3 separate regions of the Sus scrofa genome follow, and all the other regions are linked to region 2. A link is a contact called in public Hi-C data. All regions are on one chromosome and are shown on one strand. Each heading gives the region's core, a stretch centred on a gene start, on an enhancer-like site or on the middle of the called end of the contact. The rest is flanking DNA. Distances are from core to core; before and after follow the strand shown. Region 1 holds the start of DMPK (myotonin-protein kinase). Region 2 holds the start of SNRPD2 (small nuclear ribonucleoprotein D2 polypeptide). Region 3 holds the start of RSPH6A (radial spoke head protein 6 homolog A).

The links. A called contact is a pair of places that touch in the nucleus more often than the background predicts.
Region 1: a Hi-C map of heart right ventricle shows a contact between it and region 2, with 7 times the contacts expected there. The contact joins the promoter of DMPK here to the promoter of SNRPD2 in region 2. A contact is called at or near these places in 11 of 47 Hi-C or Micro-C datasets (blood, embryonic fibroblasts, fetal heart ventricle and 5 more) and 1 of 2 datasets of contacts at active chromatin or transcription factors (skeletal muscle).
Region 3: a Hi-C map of fetal skeletal muscle shows a contact between it and region 2, with 2.6 times the contacts expected there. The contact joins the promoter of RSPH6A here to the promoter of SNRPD2 in region 2. A contact is called at or near these places in 10 of 47 Hi-C or Micro-C datasets (blood, embryonic fibroblasts, epiblast stem cells and 6 more) and 1 of 2 datasets of contacts at active chromatin or transcription factors (skeletal muscle).

Annotation. Positions count from the first base shown.
Region 1 is chr6:52,107,642-52,112,405 of Sscrofa11.1, reverse strand. It overlaps DMPK (myotonin-protein kinase), which reads left to right and starts at 1,584. Exons shown (of 14, transcript XR_002344695.1): 1 at 1,584-2,645; 2 at 4,755-4,764. DMWD (dystrophia myotonica WD repeat-containing protein) reads left to right here. Exons shown (of 6, transcript XM_021094582.1): 5 at 223-297; 6 at 624-1,181. The coding sequence ends at 671. LOC110261014 (a long non-coding RNA gene) reads right to left here and starts at 1,627. Exons shown (of 2, transcript XR_002344699.1): 1 at 1,500-1,627.
Region 2 is chr6:52,040,419-52,045,305 of Sscrofa11.1, reverse strand. SNRPD2 (small nuclear ribonucleoprotein D2 polypeptide) reads left to right here and starts at 2,832. Exons shown (of 3, transcript NM_001243653.2): 1 at 2,832-2,907; 2 at 4,304-4,483. The coding sequence starts at 2,906. It overlaps QPCTL (glutaminyl-peptide cyclotransferase like), which reads right to left and starts at 2,104. Exons shown (of 7, transcript NM_001243636.1): 1 at 1,865-2,104; 2 at 1,234-1,377; 3 at 222-503. The coding sequence starts at 2,074.
Region 3 is chr6:52,136,437-52,141,421 of Sscrofa11.1, reverse strand. It overlaps RSPH6A (radial spoke head protein 6 homolog A), which reads left to right and starts at 2,239. Exons shown (of 5, transcript XM_021094594.1): 1 at 2,239-2,983. The coding sequence starts at 2,310. It overlaps SYMPK (symplekin), which reads left to right. Exons shown (of 27, transcript XM_005664608.3): 24 at 581-757; 25 at 944-1,039; 26 at 1,287-1,613; 27 at 1,748-4,985. The coding sequence ends at 1,882.

The sequences.
Region 1 (4,764 bases), core at 335-2,834, 68 kb before region 2:
ACGCCTTTTGACTTTGGAACTGTGGTCTCAGATATCTCCTCAGGGTTTGGGCTCAGGGGCCCAGGATGCCAGATCCGAGGGCTGTGCCTTGGTTCCCTGGAAGAGTAGTTTCGGGATTATAGGCTCCTGAATCCCTAGAACTTAAAGCACAATCTCCAAGGCAGGGCCTTTGGCATTTGGGGAATGTGGTAAATCCTGAAAGTGACCCCTCTGTCTCCCTAGTTCACAGACGAGGAGACGGAGGCCCAGACAGGGGAAGGAAGTTGGCCCAGGTCACCCAGCAAGTCAGTGGTAGAGGTAGGACTGTCCCTAAGTTCTCCCCCCCCAGAATCTCAGCGCCCCCCCCAGTCAGAAAAGGACCTCCGTTCCCCCCTCTCCTCCCTGCCTCCCCTCTCCCCCATCCTCTCTGCTCAGGATCACCCAAAGGCTTTAATTATTGTATAAAAGTGCCGCCTGCTGGCACTGAGATGTAAGTTCCCAGGCCTAGAGCAGCGGCTTCTGTCTGGGGGGTTCCAGGGCAGACTGAAGAGCAAGGCCAGGGTGGCAGCTCCCTCCCCTGGGGACTGTCGAGAGCCCGGCCCATGTGGTCTCTAACTCCCCGTCTCCCCTCTCATCTCCCCCAGGGCATCTCTTCCCAACCAGGCAACTCCCCCAGCGGCACAGTGGTGTGAAGCCGTGGATGTCGGGGAGGCGCTTACCCCACGCCCCCAGCCTCCTAGCTGTAACCCTCCCCGCTGACCTCATGGATCAACGTGTTAACAAGACTAACCATGACGGATGGACTGCTCCAGTCCCCCACTCTGCACAAATATGGGGGGCAAAGGGTCCCTCAGCCTGGCCCAGACACTGGGGGGAATGTAGTGACCCATGTGGCCTCAGCCTTGTCCCCACCCACTGCCAAGTACAATGACCCCTTCCTCTGAAACATCAGTGTTAGCCTCATCCCTGTCCCCAGCATGTGACTGGTCACTCCTGGGAGAGAAGCTCCCCATCCACGAGAGCCCCAGCTCTGCAGTGTGCCCCTCGGTCTGTGGGCAGGGCAGGGGGTGGCCTACTCCTCCCCTGGTCCCCGCCCCTGCTGTTGTTTGTGCTTTTGAAGAGTGTTAAATTATGGAAGCCCCTTGGGGGCACCCCCTCCCCCAGAACCTCTTATTTATACTAAAGTTCCCTGTTTTCACAGCGTCTCTGTTCCCTTCTGCAGAGGCGCGGAGGAAGTGTGTGTGTGCTTTCGCAGCAGTTCTAGAATCAACCCACTGTATCCAGAGGAAGAGCCTAGGCCCGGCCCCTCCTCCCCCCACCCCCTTTTGATGGCAGGAAACACTGAAGGCCAGAGGAGGGACACGCACCAGGCACTCGGCTGGTCCATTTGTCCCTGGCCACCCCCAGACAAGGCCCTTTGGATAGAGACAGGCGTCCCTGCCCCCCGTCCTCCCTTCAAAGTCGTCCTTAGCTTTAAAAGTTGGTGCCAAGTGTGCGAATGAGATAGCACGGGGGCCTACCCAGACAGGGTCCTTCAGACAGCTCCCGTGGTGCCCAGAGTGAGCGCGGCAGGCACCAGCCTTGGCCAAGCCCAGGTCTCCAGGGCCAGCCAGAGACCATGGTTCCCTTCGGGAAAACTGTCCACTCTGGAAGGGACAATGAAAATCCCTCCTGGCTGGCTCTCCGGAGCCTCAGGGACTGGTGTCTCCCCGCTCCGCCCTCCACCCCCCGAAATGTTTCTGTTTCTAATCCTAGCCTGGGCAGGAATGTGGCTGTGCGGCCAGAGTCCAAGGAGCTATTTTGGGGGCTCCTTTGCCTCCCCCAGGCTTTGTCCAGTTGATCACCCCTGGTCCTGGCTCCTGAGGGCCTCCCTTCCCGATTCTCTCACCACCCCTTCCCCACCTCCTGCCAAAAAAAAGTCAGCGTAAAGCAGAGGGCCTGAGGGCTAAATTTAAACCGTCCCAAAGTCTGAATCCCTGGCTGAGTCACCCGCAAAGCTGCCCTGGCCTCCTGCCTCCCTTCCCCAGGCCTCAACCCTTTTTCTTCCCTCCCAACTCCAGAGCTTGGGAGGGGTGTCACCAGATCACTCTGAGCCTCAATTGGTCCCCTCTGGGAAATGGGAGGGCTCATCCTTGGCATCTGTATGGTATTCCACTGGGCTCCGCCTTTTCTGGCGGAGGGGAGTTTGAGGGTTGAGATTCTCTAACCCCCCCCCCCATCTGACACTGAAGCATTCCGAGGGGCCTGGAAGGAGGGAGTTGGGGGGGCCTGGCTTGTGAGGGGTTAAGGCTGGGAGGCTAGAGGGGGCTGGACCAAGGGGTGGGGAGAAGGGGAGGAGGCCTTAGCAGCCAGCAGAGAGAAGTGGCCAGAGAGGCCCAGGGGACAGCCAGGGACAGGCAGACATGCGGCCAGGGCCCCAGGGTCTGGACGGGGCCTTCCAGGCCCCATGACAGGAGGACCTTGAGCCCCCCGCCCGGGGAGGGGGCCATGGTGCTGCCTGCCCGTCATGTCAGCCGAGGTGCGGCTGAGGCGGCTTCAGCAGCTGGTGCTGGACCCCGGCTTCCTGGGGCTGGAGCCCCTGCTTGACCTTCTCCTGGGTGTCCACCAGGAGTTGGGCGCCTCCGACCTGGCCCAGGAGAAGTATGTGGCCGACTTCTTGCAGTGGGGTGAGTGCTTACCTTTGTGGGAACCCCACGTTGAGGGCAGGAGGCAGGGCAGAGGGAGAAGGCGGGTCTGGGTGCAGGGACTGATTTTGGATGCAGGATGGGCATGGGGAAAGCCTCCCACTGAGGGGCCCAGCATCTGGGCCTGGGTCTTGGGGTGGCACATTTCTCCCCAGTGCCACCCTGGCCGGGCAGAGTGGGGTCACCAGAGGGCAGGCAGCCATGACTCAGAACCATGAGTTGGGAGCCATGGTAGGCTGGACTGGGCACAGTCTCTCCTGGTCCCCCAGCACCCCCTCCTTGAGCCGAGGCCTAGGGACAGATGGGGAACCCTGTTTCCTAGGACTCCCCCCCACCACCAAAATAGGCTCTATAGCCCTCCACCCTGGTTTCCCTGAGCGTAGGGGCAAGCAGAGGGGACAGCGCGGGGCAGCTGCCAGGGGTGTGGCCGGCCGGCAGGTGTTCGGCGCCAGCTTCTCCAGCTGTTCCAACAGGTGCCCAGGCCCTGGGAGGGTGCGGTGACTCAGGCAGGCCCTGGGGTGGGGGGCGGGGAACCAGCTCTACAGACAGGCACCACCCAGCACCTCCTCTACCCCCTGGTTGGAGGAGGAACAATTTAGGGTTCTTGTGGGTGGGCCCACCTTCTCTGTAGCTTCCATGCTGCCCCCTCCACCCAAGAGTCCCTTCTGGCCAAGTCTCCTCCTGGAGATAGGTCCACAGGGAAGTTGCTGCAGCCTCAGTCTCCTACCTTGTCTCCCCCCACCCCCTCCTGGGCCAGGACTCAGGCTCGCCCGGGTTTCTCTCCCTCCACTAGCCTGTCCCTCAGTGGCTTGCTCTTGGTCCTTAGGCACTGTGTCCCTGTCTCGTTTCTCCACCTTGGCCCGCTCCCTCTTTTCTTGGGTCCATCTCTTTCTGCCCAAGGCCCTGCTCCTCTTCCTCTTCCCATTTTGCAGATGGGAAGGTGGAGGCCAAGGGCGAGACTACTAGGCCTCTGGCAGAACCTTCTCCCCACACACCCCCAGCCCTTAGTAACTCTCTCAGCCCCCCTTCTGCAGAGGATGGAGTTGGACTGGCAGGACAACCCGAGACCTGAGGTGGGGGCTAGAGTCTAGCTCTCCTGTAAGGAGCACTCCTTTTGTGGCCCGAGCAGCGTCCTGCGGCCCCTCCCCTGCCAGGCCGCCTGGGCGGGGGAGGGGGCCTGGGTTCCCGCTGCCTTAAAAGGGCTCAATGTCTTGGCGCTCTCCTCCCTCCCCCATCCCGGGCCCTGGCTGCTGCCGCCCTGCTGGCCCACTCTCCTCGAACCCCCAACCCTCTCCGTAACCCACTGTCTCTTCCCTCGGCCCTGCTTGTACCCTTTGCTCCCTCCCTCCTTCCTCTGCAGCTCCCTGCTTCTCCCACCCACAGGAGTCCAGGCCTCCCTCTCCCCCAGCCCATCTCCTGCCTCCACCCTGCTTCCCCCTCCCAGACCACCCTCTGTAACATCGCTAGCCTAGGACCTTGGCAGAGGACTTCGCTGTCTGGGCTTTGGTTCCCCTGCTGTAGGTAGGGGTGATAGGAAAGCCTCCCCCTGCGGTCTAAAGCGCGGAGGTAACACTTGACCACTCCTGCAGCCCTGGAGCCGGGACTCCCATACCTTCTCCCAGCCCCGGTCTCACTCAGGGTTTCCCAAAGTGTGGCCCAAGAGCCACCTGCATCTGAGCTTGGAGGTGCTGGATTAAACTGCATGCTCTGGGCCACAGTCCAGGACAGACCGAGTGAGAGACCTGGGGGGTGGGCCGGGTCACCAGCAGTAGGGGCTTGAAACCCAGGAAACTAGGCCTCATTTCTTCTCTGTCCTTCAGGGCCTCCCTTTGGTGGACTTATTATCTCACCCTTCCATCCTACGCCCCCAAGAACCCCAGAAAGGGGTTCCCAGGCATCCCACCTCTCTCTGTTTGCGGGCAGTTCTGGGTTCCGCAGACCTCGTGTAACGTTTATGTGGAGACCTTAGGAGGCATACAGTCCAAAGGGGAGGGGCGGCGAGGGGAGACTGGGGACAGAGGGTGGGGCTGGCTCCTGCCTCCAGGGTCAGTCCCTATTATTCTCGGTTCTCATCTCCTGCTGCCCCCCCAGTGGATCCCAT
Region 2 (4,887 bases), core at 1,583-4,082:
GGGGCTAACAGAAGGACCTGGTTTATGCATGGATCAAAGTGGGAGCCATGGGAGGGTTTGGATCAGAGAAGGGACAGGATCTGACCTCCAGGAATTAGAAAGCCCCTGCGGCTCTGGTATGGAGTGGAGGAAGATGAGACCAGGCAAGAGAGGTGGTGGCATGGACCGAGGTAGAGGAGCCCCATTGCACCCACCCCCACCCTACCACCGCCGCTCCTTACCTGCTCCTTGGCTCTGCTCAGCTCCAGGTCGAGGGCCTGGGCCAGCTCCAGTAGCAGAGCGCAAGGCACAGCGGAATCCGTGGCCCCCACAAAGGGCGCTGACCCAGATGGGAAGAGCTTGGAGTCGTAATGACAGGCGAGGGTGAGGTGACGGGCAGCCCCTGGGTCCAGTGTGGCCACCACATTGCCAAAGTCCAGTGGCCCCAGGGGTGTCGAGGCTGTGAAGGGGTCTAGTTCCACATGCCAGCCTGCCCTTAGGGTCCTCAGCGTGGCCTCCAGGAACTAGTGGCGAGAGAAAGGTGGGAGGGTGGGTGGGGACTGGGGAGGAGGTTGGAAGAAGGGCCGTGTGACCTGAACCATGCAGAGCCATCAGGTTAACTCACAAATCGCACTTTGGTTTAATGGCTCTCTTGATATACTTCTGCTGGGTACCTACTAAGTGCCAGGCATGAAGCGACTCTGCCTCATGATGCCAAGACTAATCACAGCTCACCCTTCAAAGAGCACTCTGTGCCAAGCCCAGTTCCAGGAACCCTATGGAGGAGGGAGAGTCAATGGTTCCATTTTGCAGATGAGGAAACTGAGGCTCAGAGAAGTTAAGAAACTAGTCCAAGGTCACACTCCAAGTGGCTGAGGTGGATTTGAACTCAGGCAGTGTTCAAATGACTTTCAGTGCTTGCTGGGAGGCAATATAGAGATGTTACAGCACCAGTTCGGGAGCCAACTCTTTTGGGTTGAAACCCTAGGTATACCATTTATTAACTGTGGGATTTGGGCAAAATGCCTAACTCTTCTGAGCCTCAGTTTCCCCATCTACATTATGAAGATCAAGTTGGTACCCACCTCACAGGCCCGATGCTTATGCTTAGCATACTTTTGGTGGGGGCAGTACAGTCCTGGGGTTACCAAGAGAGAACTCTAGAGTCTGACCGAGCTTCAGCTCTTGGGCAGAATATCTATTTCCCATTCCTTGGTGGCTGCGGGGTCAGGGATTGGAGGTGGGGCCCTTTACCTTTCTGACTTGGAGATTGCCCGGACTGCCCGGGGTCCGCACAACCAGCAGGGGGCGCAGATAAGTGTGCCAGAGACGGTGCGGGTCCAGTCGCCCCACCACCCTCCGAAGCCCGGCTTCGGGGAGGCTTCCGAGCCCCGGACCCTTGGGAAAGAGGTGGGAAAGAGAAGAGCAGAGCGTGAAAAGCACCCTCATTTCAACTCTACCCCGGGGGCTGTCATCCCTAAAAAGCCCCGGCTCCTCTTCCTAATGGCAGATTCCAGCATCAGAGGTTTCTAGGATAAATCCTAGACTCGGGAAAGTCTACCCAAGCCCATCCGGTATAGCCCACCGCAATCCTGATGGGAGAAATCGAAGCCCAACGAGAGGAAGAGACTTCCAAACAGCTGACTTTAGGATTAGAACCCAGAACTCCCAGGCTTACTACTCCAGACCCTTCCTCTTACGGTGCAACCGCTATTATAGAAAAAGCCCGAAGCCTCATTGCATTGGAAAGGGGCATGCGCTCTAACGACGAAGATCGCGGCACCTGCGGCTAGGGCCCCACGATAACGATAAAGCCACGTCAACCTGAGACTTTGAGGAGGGGGAGGCGGGGAATAAGGGCTCCCCTGTCCCCGTCCGGCCTCACCCGCATCTCCCGGCCCAGAGGCAGCTCCTCAGTCTGGCGGTGCCAGCCGCTCCAAATGGTATAGAACACCGAGGCCACCGCCAGCGCCAGCAACAGCAGGGGCAACAGCTGCGCCCGCGGTAGCAGGCGGCGCTTGGGCGGTGAGGGTGGCTCCAAAAGGCCGCGTTCCCCAAGCCGTAGCCGGGGCCGCCCGCGGCCCCCTGAACGCATGGCAGCTTCGCCCTGAAACCGGTCGGGGACTGCGGATGGAGTTTAGGCCAGCCAAGTCCCACCCCATGGAATCACCGGACCAATAAGCAACAAGAGCGGCTGCACCAACCCACCCTTCAGCAAGCAGTAAAGCCAATGGGGACTTTCGTACTGAGGACACGCCTCCCTGTCTCCCTGAAGCTTAAGGGTTGGTTCCCCTGAGGGTTGCACAACCCAAAAGGGAGCGCGAAAGAGGTAGGCACCGCCTCAGCGGAAGAGGGGAAGCCAATGAGAAGCATTTGATCCTAGAAAACAGCCGACCTCCTGGGCGCGGGTCCACGCCCCTCCCGGATGTAAGCAAAGGATTGGTTATTCCAAGTCCAAAGGATTAACAAACACATAAACGGACGGTCCCCTAAGTAGAAGAGGAGGTATCCATCCCTGAAGCGAGGAGCCGATTGGCTTCGTGGATGCCGCGCCCCCGAAGGCAGGGCCGGCGGGCATTTGGAAATGGCTTGTCCTTTCCCTCCTTCAACCTGTGCGGTTCTACAACGAAATGGTTTGAATAAGTCCTGCTTTCTCTTCCTCTCCATCGTCAATATCTGCCCGGTACAGTCCTGAATGGCCTCAAAGTAGTACGTAAGAGTTTTACCCTACAGCCGCCTGTGGCGAGCAGAGATCGCTATGGCAACAGGCCACGCCCCACCCACTAGCTGTGTTTGCGCAAGCGCCCACGGAAGTGGGCCTCAGGAAGCGGAAGTCCCGCCCTTCTCGCTCCTTTCAGAGGGCGAAGAAGCAACGCGGAGACGGTGGTGACTGGAGTGCGCGGTCGCGACAACTACTGCCACCGCCATGTGAGGCCGGGCTAGGCTTAGGTGGCAGGAGTGGGTTGAGGGTGTAAATCTGGCCACTTGCCGGTGGAAGGGGGTGGGCAGAGCCTGGGGCGGAAGCAAACATTTTCGGGGTAAAGTGGCGTACGTTACCGATGAGTTTGAGAACAGATGTGGGGCCTTTTTCGGATCCTGACTTTAGGAGCAGGAGCAGCTTTATCAGATAACGGGCTGGGCTTTCCCAAATAATTAGTCTTACTGAAGCGAATGTTAAGGGGAAGCGATGTACGAAAATGGAACCTGGGAGAGGGGAGTACGGACATGTGGGGAAGAACGATTTGAAGTGAGGATCTTATCAGGGTAATTTGAGCTGGAGACGGTTAGCCTTTTGACCTTATTCGTCGTTATCATGGGTCTCGAGTTATCGGAAGGATTTTACTTACGTATTCATGCAACAATTATTTATTGAGTGTTCATATGTCAGGCTTCTTTAGACACAGAATATGTTAGTGAATTACCCCACTCCCCCAAGGGAAAAAATTCCATTTTGCATTTTATGGGTTGGGTTGAGCCAGGCAATAAATGTAAAGGTAAAATATATGGTGTGTTAGGTGACCGGGGCTATGAATGAAGAAACAGTAGAGCAGGGTAAAACAATGTGGAATGCCAGTTTTGAGAGACAGGACACATGAAGAAGGGAGCAACTGGAGCAGAAAGCTGGAGAAAGTGAGCGCACAAAGATATTTAGGGACGTATCCAGGTAAAGGGGGAAAAGCAAATGCAGAAGCCTAAGAAGAAAGTTGCTGAAAATCTTCCAAGACACCCCTCTGGATGGAACGGAGTGAGAGAAGGCAGCGGATAAAGGGTTTTTACTTTCTACATTGAGATAGGAGCCTCAAGAGAGTTTCGCAGAGTGAGATGATATGACTTGGACCTTGGCACCAACCAGAGACTGCTCTGTGAAGAGCAAACTTGGAGAGCATGGGTGGAGGTAGGGAGACCATTACGGCTCTAGGAGAGAGTCGATGGAGGTTAAGCCATGGTGAGAAGTGGTCAGATTCCGATATATTTGAGAGGCAGGGATGATGGGATTTGCCAGCAGATTGAATGTAGGATGTGAGAGTAAGAAGAGTCAAGTTGACGTTAGAGGTTTTGCTCAAAGACATAGCAAGATGGAGTTGCCATGGATGGAGACGAAGGCAGCTGTAGGTAGATTAAGTTTGGGGGTACCGCGGGGCCTGGTGTTCAGCCTAGGACGTGCAAGCTTGGAACTGTCTATTAGGCAGCTGTGTGGTGATGCTAAGAGAGAGGACTGAGCCGGAGGGTGGGTGTGTTGGGGAGACAGTGAGCGAGAGGGCATGACCACCCAGGCTCTGGCTCCAGGCCCTGTCACCTATGAGTTCCATACTTGCCCACTCAGGAGCCTCCTCAACAAGCCCAAGAGTGAGATGACGCCAGAGGAGCTGCAGAAGCGGGAGGAGGAGGAGTTTAACACGGGGCCGCTGTCCGTGCTCACACAGTCGGTCAAGAACAACACCCAAGTGCTCATCAACTGCCGCAACAACAAGAAGCTCCTGGGCCGCGTGAAGGCCTTTGACAGGTGAGCACCTGGGTCTGGGGAGGTGGTCTGTCCTGGCCTGGAGAAGCAGTCCCAGCTCTAGTCTGAGGAGCCTGGATTCTAGGTTTCTTAGAAGCCTGGGGCATAAGCGTCTGAAGGTGGGGTTCCTGTCATGTCTCAGTGGTTAACGAACCCAACCAGTATCCATGAGGACACAGGTTCGATCCTTGGCCTTCCTCAGTGGGTTAAGGATCCGGCATTGCAGTGAGCTGTGGTGTAGGTCGCAGGTGTGGCTCAGATCCCATGTCTGTGGTTGTGGTGTAGGCCGGCAGCGGTAGCTCCGATTTGAACCCTAGCCTGGGAACCTCCATATGCTTCCGGTGTGGGCTTAAAAAAAAGAGTGCCTGTTGTGACGGTCTCTGTTGTTCCTCCAGCTGTAAAGTTCA
Region 3 (4,985 bases), core at 990-3,489, 97 kb before region 2:
CTGAGGCACTGCAGCGCTCTAGGGGTCACTAGGTCAGATGGCTACAGGGTGGCAACATGATGAGTGAGGGCTCTTGGGTGATAGGCACAAGCAATAGACTTCAGGGGTTGCACATCCCAGGAGAGGCGCGGCTGCCTCTTTCCCCCCAGCACGGTGCCCCCAGCCAGGAAGCAGGGCTGAAATATGCTCCCATTTTTCAAGAGAAGTTAGAAATGATTTTTAGAAATACCACCATGAAACAAATCCCATCCACAAGTCTTCAGACTGGATTCAGCCCACAGGTTGCCACTTTGCAACATCTGGCTTTGCTGCCTCTAATCCATAGAGGTTAAGTGCCGATTCAGACAGGCCTGGGTTCAGATGTCAGTTCTGCCCCTTGGTACCTTCCCTGGGCGACCCTGGGCAAGTCCCAGCGTCTCCCTGGGCTTCATGTGTTTGGCACGGCTAATTTCGCCCTCCTGTGGTGGCTGTGAGAATGAACTGAGGTGGTGCCATCTTGGCATGGTTTTGCTCCCAGTTTCTGGGGGTGGCTAGCTGCCTGCAGGCGCCCTCACGAGTGCTCCCTCCCTGCCTGGTCCAGGTGTGGAAGTATCCCAAGGTATGGGAGGGCTTCATCAAGTGCTGTCAACGCACCAAGCCCCAGAGCTTCCAGGTCATCCTGCAGCTCCCACCCCAGCAGTTGGGTGCCGTCTTTGACAAGTGCCCCGAGCTCCGGGAGCCCCTTCTGGCTCATGTCCGCTCCTTCACCCCCCACCAGGTACCCTAGGGTGTGAGGTGGGTGGCCCCCTGGGTCTGGCCCTGGGGGACTGGGTGGGGTGGGCAGAGGGGCACCCAGTATTTCCACAAAGGACTGGGGCTCTGGAGGGTCAAGGACACCAAAGATGGGGGGCGCTGTCTATGGGTCACAGCTGCCCACAGCGCCCCCATTCTGTTCTTTCCCTAGCAAGCACACATCCCCAACTCCATCATGACCATTCTGGAAGCCAGCGGCAAGCAGGAGCCAGAGACTAAGGAAGCGCCTGCCGGGCCCCTGGAAGAGGTGAGGGCCTGCAGCCCCTTCCCCGAGCCAGAAAGGCCCCAGCCCCTCCGGCCCACTCCAGCCCTCTCTGCGGAGGCGCCTCCTGAAAGGGACTGGGGCCGGCAGACAGCTGCCCCTTACTCCCCGCGCCTGCCCTAGTGTCTGCCTCAGGATGGTTTCTGGCTTCTTTCCCACCATCCTCTTGAGAGCAGCCTGGGTCCTCGGTCCCACCCATCCTGAGCTGCTGTGTGTCCCTCCCCACCCCCAGGACGACTTAGAGCCCCTGGCCCTGGCACCGCCCCCGGCCCCCCGACCCCCTCAAGACCTCATCGGCCTGCGGCTGGCCCAGGAGAAGGCCTTAAAGCGGCAGCTGGAGGAGGAACAGAAACTGAAGCCTGGGGGAGTGGGAGCCCCCTCCTCGTCATCATCCTCTTCCTCGGCCCGGCCAGGCCCTCCCCAGCCAGAGGAAGCCATTGACTTCCGGGAGGAGGGCCCGGAGTGCGAGACCCCAGCCATCTTCATCAGCATGGATGACGATTCGGGGCTGACCGAGGCTGCGCTGCTGGACTCTAGTCTTGAGGGACCCCTGCCTAAGGTAGGGATAACAACCTTCGAGCACGAGAAACACCAGGGATCCGGGCTGACGTGTCTGTGCCGAGTGCCCAAGGCGGGGAGGGGGCAGGAAGGGTAAGGCCATCTTTGACCAGCTCCCACTTCTCCGGTCACTAGGAAGCCGCCATTGGATTGATTTCAAAGGAGGAGCGGAGCCCCCAGACCCTCACCCCTGCCCTAGAAGACATCGTTAAGACCCCCAGCCCCGCCGCCGAGGAAGCCGGGGAACCGGAGACCAAGGGGAACAGCTGACCAAGGGGAAGGGCTTGGTGGGGAGGGGGAGGGGGAGTGGGACTGGGAGCTCAGGAAGGGCGGCGGGGCGGGGCTTGGCCAGCCGGGCTTTGCCTCGAAAAATTAAAAAAGGAAGATCGCTGGTTTGGGCATGGGTGCAGGCCCTGTCTCTGCCGTCAGGTCAGCTGTGGGACTGCAGCAGCTCGTGGGCGCGCCCAGGAGCCTCCTGCAAGAAGGGAGGCCGCGCAGGCCTGGGACTGCGCCTGCGCAGAGGGCCGCTCCTCGCCCCGCTTCCCCGCGCGCCCTCCCCTGGTAACCGCCCGCCCCTCCCTCCTTGGCAACCGGCGTCTCTGCGGCTGTCAGGGTCGGAGGTACACCTATACGGCGGGCGACTGGTCTGGCCTAGCTGCGGGCCTTCCTCCCAGAGGTCCACGGTCCCGTTTAAACTATGGGGGACCCACCCCCCGACCCCGAGCCCCCGCCCCAGCCAAGCTCCAGCCATCGGGATTCTCAGGTCTCCGAGCAGCGGCGGCGACGCAGTCGGGAACCCTCTAGGCCCTCAGCCTCAGATGAGGTGCAGCAGATACCGCTTGACACGCGGATCCTGCGCAGCAGTCAGGAGATCCCGTCGAACCCGATGAACCTCCAGGGCTGGTCACAAGGGGCCAGCCTGCCTCCAAATGAGAACGCCTTGTTCCAGGCTGAGGAAGCCCAGCTGGGCGAAGTAGAGTACCTTTCCCCAAATACGGGCTTCCCCTCCGAGGAACAGCCCCGCACTTACCCGAGTGAAGACGGGCTCTGGGCTCACAACGCCAGTCTAATGCTGCAGCAGCTACGTCAGGGCAAAGGCAGCCTCTTCCAGCAAGTGGAGGCTGCCTATCAGGAGCCTCGGGCTGACCTCTTGGGCCAGTTCACCATGTACCAGAGAGAAGACCTGCAGTTCAGCCAGGGTGCCCAGCATGGGCCCTACATCAGGGATGACCCTGCCCTCCAGTTCTCCCCCTCTGAGCTGGGATTCATGCCCTTCAACATAGAGGCGCCTGAGCCGGAACCTCGGGAGCTGGCTGTGCAGAACGCCAAGGCCTACCTGCTGCAGACCAGCATCAAATGTGACCTCAGCCTGTGAGAGTGGGGCCCTGGAGTGGGGAGGGGATTGGACCCAGGTAGGGAGAGGCCCCAGCCAAGGCCCTTCCTCAGGTCTGGGGTCTCCTCAGTAAGGGGAGAACCAGCGACTACTCTGGAGGCATCTGACTCAGACTAGAAGTCAGGCCGTAAATACTAAAAGCCAGCATTTACTTAGCAGACATTGTGCCACCACTTCACACATCAACATCTGGTTCTCGCAGCTGAGATCAGTGCATCTTCTATTCCCATTTTGCATGAGAGGAAATTGAGAGAAATTAGGTCCTGTATCCAAAATAACACAGCTAGGATGTGACAGAGCCAGGATTTCAGCACAAGCGATTTGACTCCTGAGGCCCTGTTGTCTGTTTGCCAAGGTCACTTATCTGAAGTCATAACACCCTTCTCGACACCCCATCACATCCTCATGACGCTGACTCTGTAGTGGGCGAGTAGACTATATATAGTAAATTATAAGGTTATGATAAGAGCTAAGGTGAGCAACAAGGCAGAGTACTGAGGATAGGGCGAGCGGGTTACGTGGTGTGAGGTCAGGGAGGGCCTCTCGCAGATAATGACATTTGATCAGGGGCCTGAGGGTGGTGAGGGAGCACACCTTGCAGGTAACTGGAGGAAGAGTCTGGGGTATGGAACACAGCGAGCATAAAGGCTTCAAAACTTGTGTTTGAGGGACAGCAAGGAGGCTGGTGCGACTGGAACCAAGGGAGGAAGAGGGTGTGAGAGAAGATGAGTTTGGGAAGTAACAGGTCTCACTGAACCAAAACACTGACCCCTATCCCTCCTGTGCTCAGAGCCTGCCATGGCTCACCAGTGCCCTCAGGAGAAGAAGGTTCATTCTTCTCTTACAGGCCCTATAGAATTCAACCCCAGAGTTCCGTCGTGGTGCAGCGGAAACGAATCCAACTGGAAACAGTGAGGTTTTGGGTTCGATCCCTGGCCTCGCTCAGTGGGTTAAGGATCAAGCGTTGACATGAACTGTGGTATAGGTAACAGACATGGCTTGGATCCCACATTGCTGTGGCTCTGGTGCAGGCCAGCGCTACAGCTCTGATTGAACCCCTAGCCCGGGAACCTTTCCATATGCCTTGGGTGCGGCCCTAAAAAGCAAAAAAAAAAAAAAAAAAAAACAAGAATTCAACCTCTTCTCCCTCTCCAAACTTTATCTCTAGTCACTTCCTACCTCAGATCCTAGAATCTAGTCGAAATTCACATCCAGCTCTTCCCCAATATTACCCAGCACTGAGGAGCTTCAGGGTCCCTTACTGAAAAGCCCTGGTGAAAGTCTCACTTCTTACCCTTCCCAGTTCAGCCATGTCCCCCACCACACCCAAGACTGCTGCCAAAGGGTTTGCGCGCCAGGGAGGGTTAGGCCATACGTGCTTTGAAGTCAGGCCAGCTAAGTTTTTAAGTCCTGGCTGTGCTACCAGACTGTGAGACCTCATGACCTCAACTATTCCAAGCCACAGTTTCCTCATGTGGGGAATGGGCATAATTGCGCCTCAGATGTATGATTGTGAGACTCCAACATTGCCCTCAAGTGCCCAGCATGGTCCCTGACTCATGAATGGAAGCCATTAAGACACTGTTCTCCCACAACCCCTGTCCCTCCCTCTGCTCCATCCACACCGACCTCCTCCTCGTTCCTCCGGCATGCCAGGCACATGCTCAACTCAAGGCCTTTGTGCTGCATTCTCAACTGTATCATCTGCAAACCAGGGCAGTTTTGCTCCTTTCTTTTAAGGCTTTTACCTTTTCTTTCTTTCTTTTTTTCTTTTTTTTTTTTTTGTCTTTTTGCCATTTTATTGGGCTGCTCCCACAGCATATGGAGGTTCCCAGGCTAGGGGGTCCAATCAGAGCTGTAGCCACCGGCCTATGCCAGAGCCACAGCAACGAGGGATCGGGTAAGGCCAGGGATCGAACCTGCAACCTGATGGTTCCTAGTCGGATTTGTTAACCACTGAGCCACAACGGGAACTCCGCT